2 separate regions of the Mus musculus genome follow, and region 2 is linked to region 1. The links are chromatin contacts, called in public HiChIP or PLAC-seq maps. All regions are on one chromosome and are shown on one strand. Each heading gives the region's core, a stretch centred on a gene start, on an enhancer-like site or on the middle of the called end of the contact. The rest is flanking DNA. Distances are from core to core; before and after follow the strand shown.

What was found. HiChIP or PLAC-seq counts read pairs in DNA pulled down with a chosen protein or histone mark.
Region 2: an H3K27ac HiChIP or PLAC-seq map of microglia shows a contact between it and region 1, with 5 times the contacts expected there. The contact joins two enhancer-like sites. A contact is called at or near these places in 1 of 39 promoter capture datasets (the 3T3-L1 cell line) and 1 of 115 datasets of contacts at active chromatin or transcription factors (microglia).

Annotation. Positions count from the first base shown.
Region 1 is chr1:170,407,757-170,411,012 of GRCm38.p6, reverse strand. The region is part of intron 2 of Nos1ap (nitric oxide synthase 1 (neuronal) adaptor protein); the gene reads left to right. Among named protein-coding and RNA genes, the nearest start is that of Spata46, 100 kb to the right of the region's middle. Within about 2 kb of position 1,767, at least 10 of the 459 cell types and tissues checked have an H3K27ac peak or open chromatin away from gene starts, as enhancers often do. A contact at or near this core is called in microglia, where this site is marked.
Region 2 is chr1:170,844,371-170,847,631 of GRCm38.p6, reverse strand. The region is part of intron 4 of Atf6 (activating transcription factor 6); the gene reads left to right. Among named protein-coding and RNA genes, the nearest start is that of Gm29733, 5.0 kb to the left of the region's middle. Within about 2 kb of position 1,696, at least 100 of the 459 cell types and tissues checked have an H3K27ac peak or open chromatin away from gene starts, as enhancers often do. A contact at or near this core is called in microglia, where this site is marked.

The DNA of each region.
Region 1 (3,256 bases), core at 518-3,017:
AGACATCAGAAATCACACACAGACACAAACTTGGGTGGGTGGGAGAGACAAAATTAGTATTAAGAGAAGACACTGCATTGTAAAACAAGAAAAGGACCTTGAAAAATGAATCAGAGAATTCTTAGAGACAGTAACCACCGCGGGAGGCAAGCTAAAAACTAAGTCAGTAGAATGGCCACATTTTTTTAAAAGAAGAAATCAGCCTAAGAGTAGACTAGAAATACAAACCAGGAGCCCTTAGAGTCTGACTGCTTGAATTCCAAAGCAGAACAAGGGGAAAGGTGGGGCTGAGGGTAAGGGTGTGTGTGTGTGTGTGTGTGTGTGTGTGTGTGTGTGTGTGTGTGTGTAGTGGGTGGGGCTGAGGATAGGTGTGTGTGTGTGTTTGTGTGTGTATCAGATGGGGTGGGTGTGTAGGGACTGAGAGTAGGTATAAGTGTTACAGGGTGGGGCTGAAGGTAGGTGTGTGTGTGTGTGTGTGTGTGTGTGTACAGGGTGGGGCTGAGGGTTGTCCAAAGAATGAACATAGGAAAAGTTTTTCTGTTAACAGAATTCTATTTCCAAATGGAAAGGACCCATTGAGTGCCCCAGATGCCTTCAGGCAAAATGCACGTAGAGATGGGTTTCTTTTTCACACTGGTATGCTAGAGCTTTCCTTGTTAGCTGGCCACCCCATCCCATTTCTGGCTTAGAAGAGGCCTCAGTATATCCAGAGAAGCAGGGTGGGTTTGGGGGTGCCCTCCTGTTAAGCTCATTGAGTTTGAAATGTGTGAGCCACCTTGTAGGCAGTTTCTCAAGGTCAGTGGCCTTTTCAGGTCCAGACAGCACTGTTCATGAACAGATCAGTTTAAATTGGATTTGTTGTTGTTCTCTGTAGCCACTGGGGAAGCAGTTACGAGATAAGGAGACGTCAATCGAGGGGGTCTTCTACAAAGTGACCTTCAACACTTTAAGAAATGGACAAACACATTGAAGTTTTTTTTTAATTATTGCTTATTTTAAAGCTGTGATCTAAATGTAATTGGTTACAACTGAGTATTTCTTCCTAATTATACTTTTTTAAAAAGCTGTGGGGAAAAGTAGTTGAAACTGAACTCCTTTTAGCCTGGAGAAAAATTGTTTTCTTTTGGGCATAATTATGCCACACTGATAAATTGTTAAATGGCATGTTATTATGGAACTTAGTCATAGAGGATCTTTGATTTGGGCTCAGGGTACACTGATTGCTACAGAACAAGTTGCCCATTAGAGGTCATTTTCAAAGAGCTGTCACCACTGCATTTTCCTTTTTCAATTTTCTTCTGAAAAAAAAAAAGTAGGAAAGAGAGCAATTTACCTGTGGTCCTTCCTCTCAGTAGCCCCATTACCTAAAAGCCATTAAGTTCTTAGGGAAAGAGAAGCAGGCTACAGAGGCTGAGTCTGTGGTCTGTAGATAGAAAAAAACATAGCAGTTGGCCTTGAAGTCTGGGGGGCCACGAAGCAATCAGCACTGACCAAATATATAGATCCATCAGCTCTGAGATTTCATGGTAGGTTCTTTAGAATAGCCAGATAGGTTGAAAATAAACAGAAGAGAACACCAGGGTTGCTTTGGGAAGATTATCCCTCTTCAAATTAGATGGCAGCCAGCCAAGTCCCCCGCCCCCAACCCTCCTGCCTGGGGTCTTCCTTTCTTCAGCTATAGATGATGCTAACAAGCCTAGGTTTATAGACCGTATATGCCTTTCCTGCCCCACGGGGAGCAGCTGGGCTCTGTAATGCTTCTTGGCTTTGTCCCTTTGCTTCTTCACATTCTTAACACAGCAGCCCCAGCCAGCCACCTACATTGTCAGAGGAAGTCCTTGTACTTGGCTAAAAATTCCGTGAATAGTCACTGAAGAGAAGAGGCTGACCTTACATAATATCTACCTTCAAAGAGTTTATATGTCTACTTTTGAAGAGCTTAGATGCTGGTTGCAAGGAGGAAAAAGAACCTTGTTCAGAGCAGGAAGTAATATATATATATATATTATTATTATTGTAAAGCTAGCTAGCCTATTCCTTAAGGCTGTGATAGTCACAGGAGGTCTTATTTGAAATAGAACTATAGGATAAGATGGATTAGGGACTGAGTAGGAATTTGGGGGTAGTAATTGCTAAGTCCAAGTATAGAGATGGGGGAAAACTAAGTATGCTCAGGACAGACAATACAGTAGAGCGCTGGAATTATTGCAGGAAGTCAGTGGTTCTTTTATCCTTTTTATTTTTAGAGTGAAAGGGTTTGTTCAACAAAATAGTACAAGGGATGCCTATATATAAATGCTCAGACGGCAGCTTTGGCTGAAGAGCAGGATGGGGAGCTAGTACGGGTGCCAAGGTCTCTGCCCCATGGTGTCTTTGAGGTTCCTTATCACATGCAGGACATAGCATACAAGACACATGTGATAGGGAGCTGCTTGGTGAGAAAAAGAGAACTGATTTGAATCTGGTGGTAGTGCTCAGTATCAGTTTTGATCCTCTTGTTTCAGCCGTGGGTGATGTGGAACATCTTTAGTCAGGTCCTAAGATGCAATGTTTTAGAAAGATTAAAATGGGGAGGGCATGCCTCTTCTTCTGACACCCAGCATGATTCATGGAATAGCCCCAAAGGTGTGGTGAAAGGAGGGTGGCCACTTTTTCCACATAGAGATCCAATTATGTATGGCTAGAATAACTCGTGTGTGGAGACACTAAGGGCCAAGTTGGTGAGCACTAGATACTGTTAAATAGGATAATGGAATGATAGTGCCCTAGAAGCTATTAAAGATCACTGGGTTCAATGGCTAAATTATATGAGGATTATTATGGTGCTGATGTGGCAAATGAGGGGGAATAGTGGCCTTTGAATGGGAGAGACCAGTTCAGCCCCATCTGTGCTGGTTCCCAGGGCTTCAGCTCTGCTCTGCATCACTTATCATGAGTAGCCATCTCTCTTGCCTCTCATTCTGATAACTTTCACCATTTCCTCCACCACCAATTCTGTTTCAATCAGGGTGGGCTCCATAACAGAGCACCAGAGATATGGTTGCTCAATAGCAAGCATTTATTACTCATAGCCTGGGGACTGGCAGCCAGCATAGTTGATTCTGGTGTGGGCCCTCTTACTAGTGGGCCCTCCACTGTCTTGCAGAGTTTCCTCACAGGGCTTTTTCTCAGCCTAGCGCTCCTCCTCCCTCTCCTTCCCTTTCCCCACCTCTTCACCAATACCAAGGGGGCTGTTGGCCTCAGACTTTCAGCCTTC
Region 2 (3,261 bases), core at 447-2,946, 440 kb before region 1:
GTCTTCCCACTTGAGTCTAACTAGGAAGTGCCTCACAGTTATGCCTAGGAATCTGTTTTCAAGGTGGTTCTAGGTCCCGTCAAGTTAGTAACCAGTATAAACCAGTACAGCAGTGAAAGGGACTTCTGACTTGTGGTCCTGCTGCCCCAGCATCCCAAGTGCTAGGATTGCAGGGTTCTTTTAAAGGTAGTCTTACTGTGTTGCCCAGGCTGGGCTTCAGTGCAGGAATGTGCCACTGTGTCTGGCCTGGGTTGTTTCCTTCCTTCCTTCCTTCCTTCCTTCCTTCCTTCCTTCCTTCCTTCCTTCCTTCCTTCCTTCCTTCCTTCCCTCCCTCCCTCCCTCCCTCCCTCCCTCCCTCCCTCCCTCCCTCCCTCCCTCCCTCCCTCCCTCCCTCCCTCTCTCTCTCTCTCTCTCTCTCTCTCTCTCTCTCTTTCTTTCTTTCTTTCTTTCTTTCTTTCTTTCTTTCTTTCTTTCTTTCTTTCTTTCTTTCTTTCTTTCTTTCAGCAGGATTTCACTGTGTAGCTCTGGCTGGCCTGGAACTTATTATGGAGACTAGGTTGGCCTTGAACTTGTAGAGATCCTTCTGTCTCTGCCTTCTAGGTGTAGAGATTAAAATAATAACCAGCACGCCTAGCCTGGTTATTCTTCTTCTTCTTTATATTTATATAAGGTGCACATATATTTATTTTATTATTATTGTTCTTACTAGTTCTGTTATTGTTGCTGCTGCTCTTCCTCCACTTCCTCTTATCCATGTCCTTATCCTTTTTCCTGCCTTTTACCTCTCTTCCTCCTTTCCTTCTATTCTTCCTCCTCCTGTTACTCAAAAGCTTATCACTCAGAAAGACATTCTCTAATTTTTTATTGTTTTTTGTTTTTGTTTTGTTTGTTTGTTTGTTTTTTCGAGACAGGGTTTCTCTGTAGCCCTGGCTATCTTGGAACTCACTCTATAGACCAGGCTGGCCTTGAACTCAGAAATCTGCCTACCTCTGCCTCCCAAGTGCTGGGACTAAAGGCATGCGCTACCACCGCCTGGCTAATTTTTTATTCTTGTTCTCTTGCTTACACTGCCTTTTTATTTGGAATGATCTTAAATTTGCAAATATATTGTGGAGATTTTTGTCTGAGCCATTTGAGGGTCAGTTGGCCACTGAATTCCAAATTCTATAATGTCTACCTCCTATGAACAAGAATGTTTTTTTTAACAACAATACAGCCACCAAAACCAGGAACTAAACATTGATATATAACAATAATCTCATCTGTAGCCCTGTAGGCATATTTGTTTTAGCTATTTTATTTGGTTTTTATGTACCTCTTTCTCCCTTCCAGCCCTTATTCCTTCCAACCCCCCATCACCAGGTAGTAGAGAAGGAAGGGTGGAGGAGAAAGGAGGCTAGGTCTCTTTAAACTACTTCCTGCTGACTAAAGCAAGTCTAATCTTCCGCTACCGGGAAGTCCAGCTTCTTCTGGTCTCTTTCCTCTCAACCATCAGCAGCAGGAGCAGGACCCAGCAGGGGGTACAGCCGAACAGCCAGGCTTCTTCCTTAGTGTTCCCCTGCCCCTCAGAGTTCCCTCAGCCCCCTCTGGCATTTGGCTTTTTTTTTTTTTTCTCTCGCTCAAGAGTTCCCAGAATTAAGCTATCTGCACTGGGCACAGATCCTGCCCCTGCTGGAGCACGAGGCAGTCAGTCTGCTGCTGTGGATAAGCTGAAGGAGGCCACACCAGGGATTAAAACAGAAACATGTCTCCGTAGCATAACTGAGGTTAAAAGAAACCAAAACTCGCACTACCCAGTCCCGGTTTAGATTGTGCAATTTCCCATGTAGCTCCCCTTAGATTCAGACCAGCAAAAGCATCAGGTTATGTTGCATGTGGTTGTCTTTCTGCTTTAATTTTCTTTATTCTGGAACAATTCTTCCTTCTTGACTTCGTGCTTTAATGACCTTATCATTTGGAGTGCCAGACGTTTCCTCAGGATTGGAGTCAGCTTTAGTGTCTATGGCAGGAATGCCACAGAAGTGGTTTTGTGTCTGTCTTTTGTTTGTTTGTTTTAGCCTCTCTCTCTCTGTCTCTCTGTCTCTCTCTTTCTCTCTCTTGGTTTTTGAGACAGGGTTTCTCTGTATAGCTTTAGCTGTTTGGCTGTCTTGGAACTTGCTCTGTTTACCAGGTTGGCTTGCAGCTCATATAGATCACCCACCTCTGCCTCCTAAGTCCTAGGATTAAAGTAGTAAGGATGTCACCACTACCAGATCTGTTTTTGCCTTTTGAGATAGGATCTCACCTAGTTCGAACTGGTTTAAAGTTGCTATGTAATGGAAAATGGCCTTCAACTCCTGATTCTCCTGCTTTCACCTCCCAAGAACTGAGGTTACAGGTGCAGGCCACCCACACTCCACCTTGTCATTTATTTTTGATGATAAGATTCAGTTTGATGACAGTTTGAGGTGGTCCTGTTACTGGTGATGTTCACCTCAGTCAGCTGACAGCATCTGCTAGGCTCTCAGCCAAGAAGCTGCTCTTTTCTCCCTTTGCTAGTTGCCAGTATTTTGTGAAGAAGGTACTTTTAAACCGTGGAAAAGTACTGCTCTTAAAATAATAAGCTGGGCGTGGTGGCGCACGCCTTTAATCCCAGCACTCGGGAGGCAGAGGCAGGCAGATTTCTGAGTTTGAGGCCAGCCTGGTCTACAAAGTGAGTTCCAGGACAGCCAGGGCTATACAGGGAAACCCTGTCTCGAAAAACCAAAAATAAAAAAATAAAAAAAAAAATGAACATTTACTTTTTTATTTTGTGTGTCTTATGTATGGTTGTTCATGATGGCTCACAGTGAGTGTGTGAAAGTCAGACTCTTTCTACCACATGGGTTCCGGGGGTTGAACTCAGTGCCTTTACTCGCTAATCTGTTCTCCTGCCCGAATGTGCGGGTCTTTGTCAAGCTATCCATCACCCAGATACTTGTTAACATTAGTGTTGACTTACTGTTTCCCATTGGGTTTAGACTGTAACCATTGCTGTGATTATTTATTCTGGTGTTTGTGTTGTCTCGTATTTAGCCACCAGGAGTCGCTGTCTATGGCTCCTGTGATCTTTCACTAGGCTTCTGTTGGGCTCAGCCATGTTACATGAAGGCTCTCCTTCCTTGCCTTGCCTTCTTAGGTCCGTGGGTCCCCTTGTGAATGTGTTCCCAACACTTCTGGTACCCTGACAAGTCCCCCGGGCATGGAGGGTGCTCTTGCAGCCCCATCTAATGCCTGATGCTT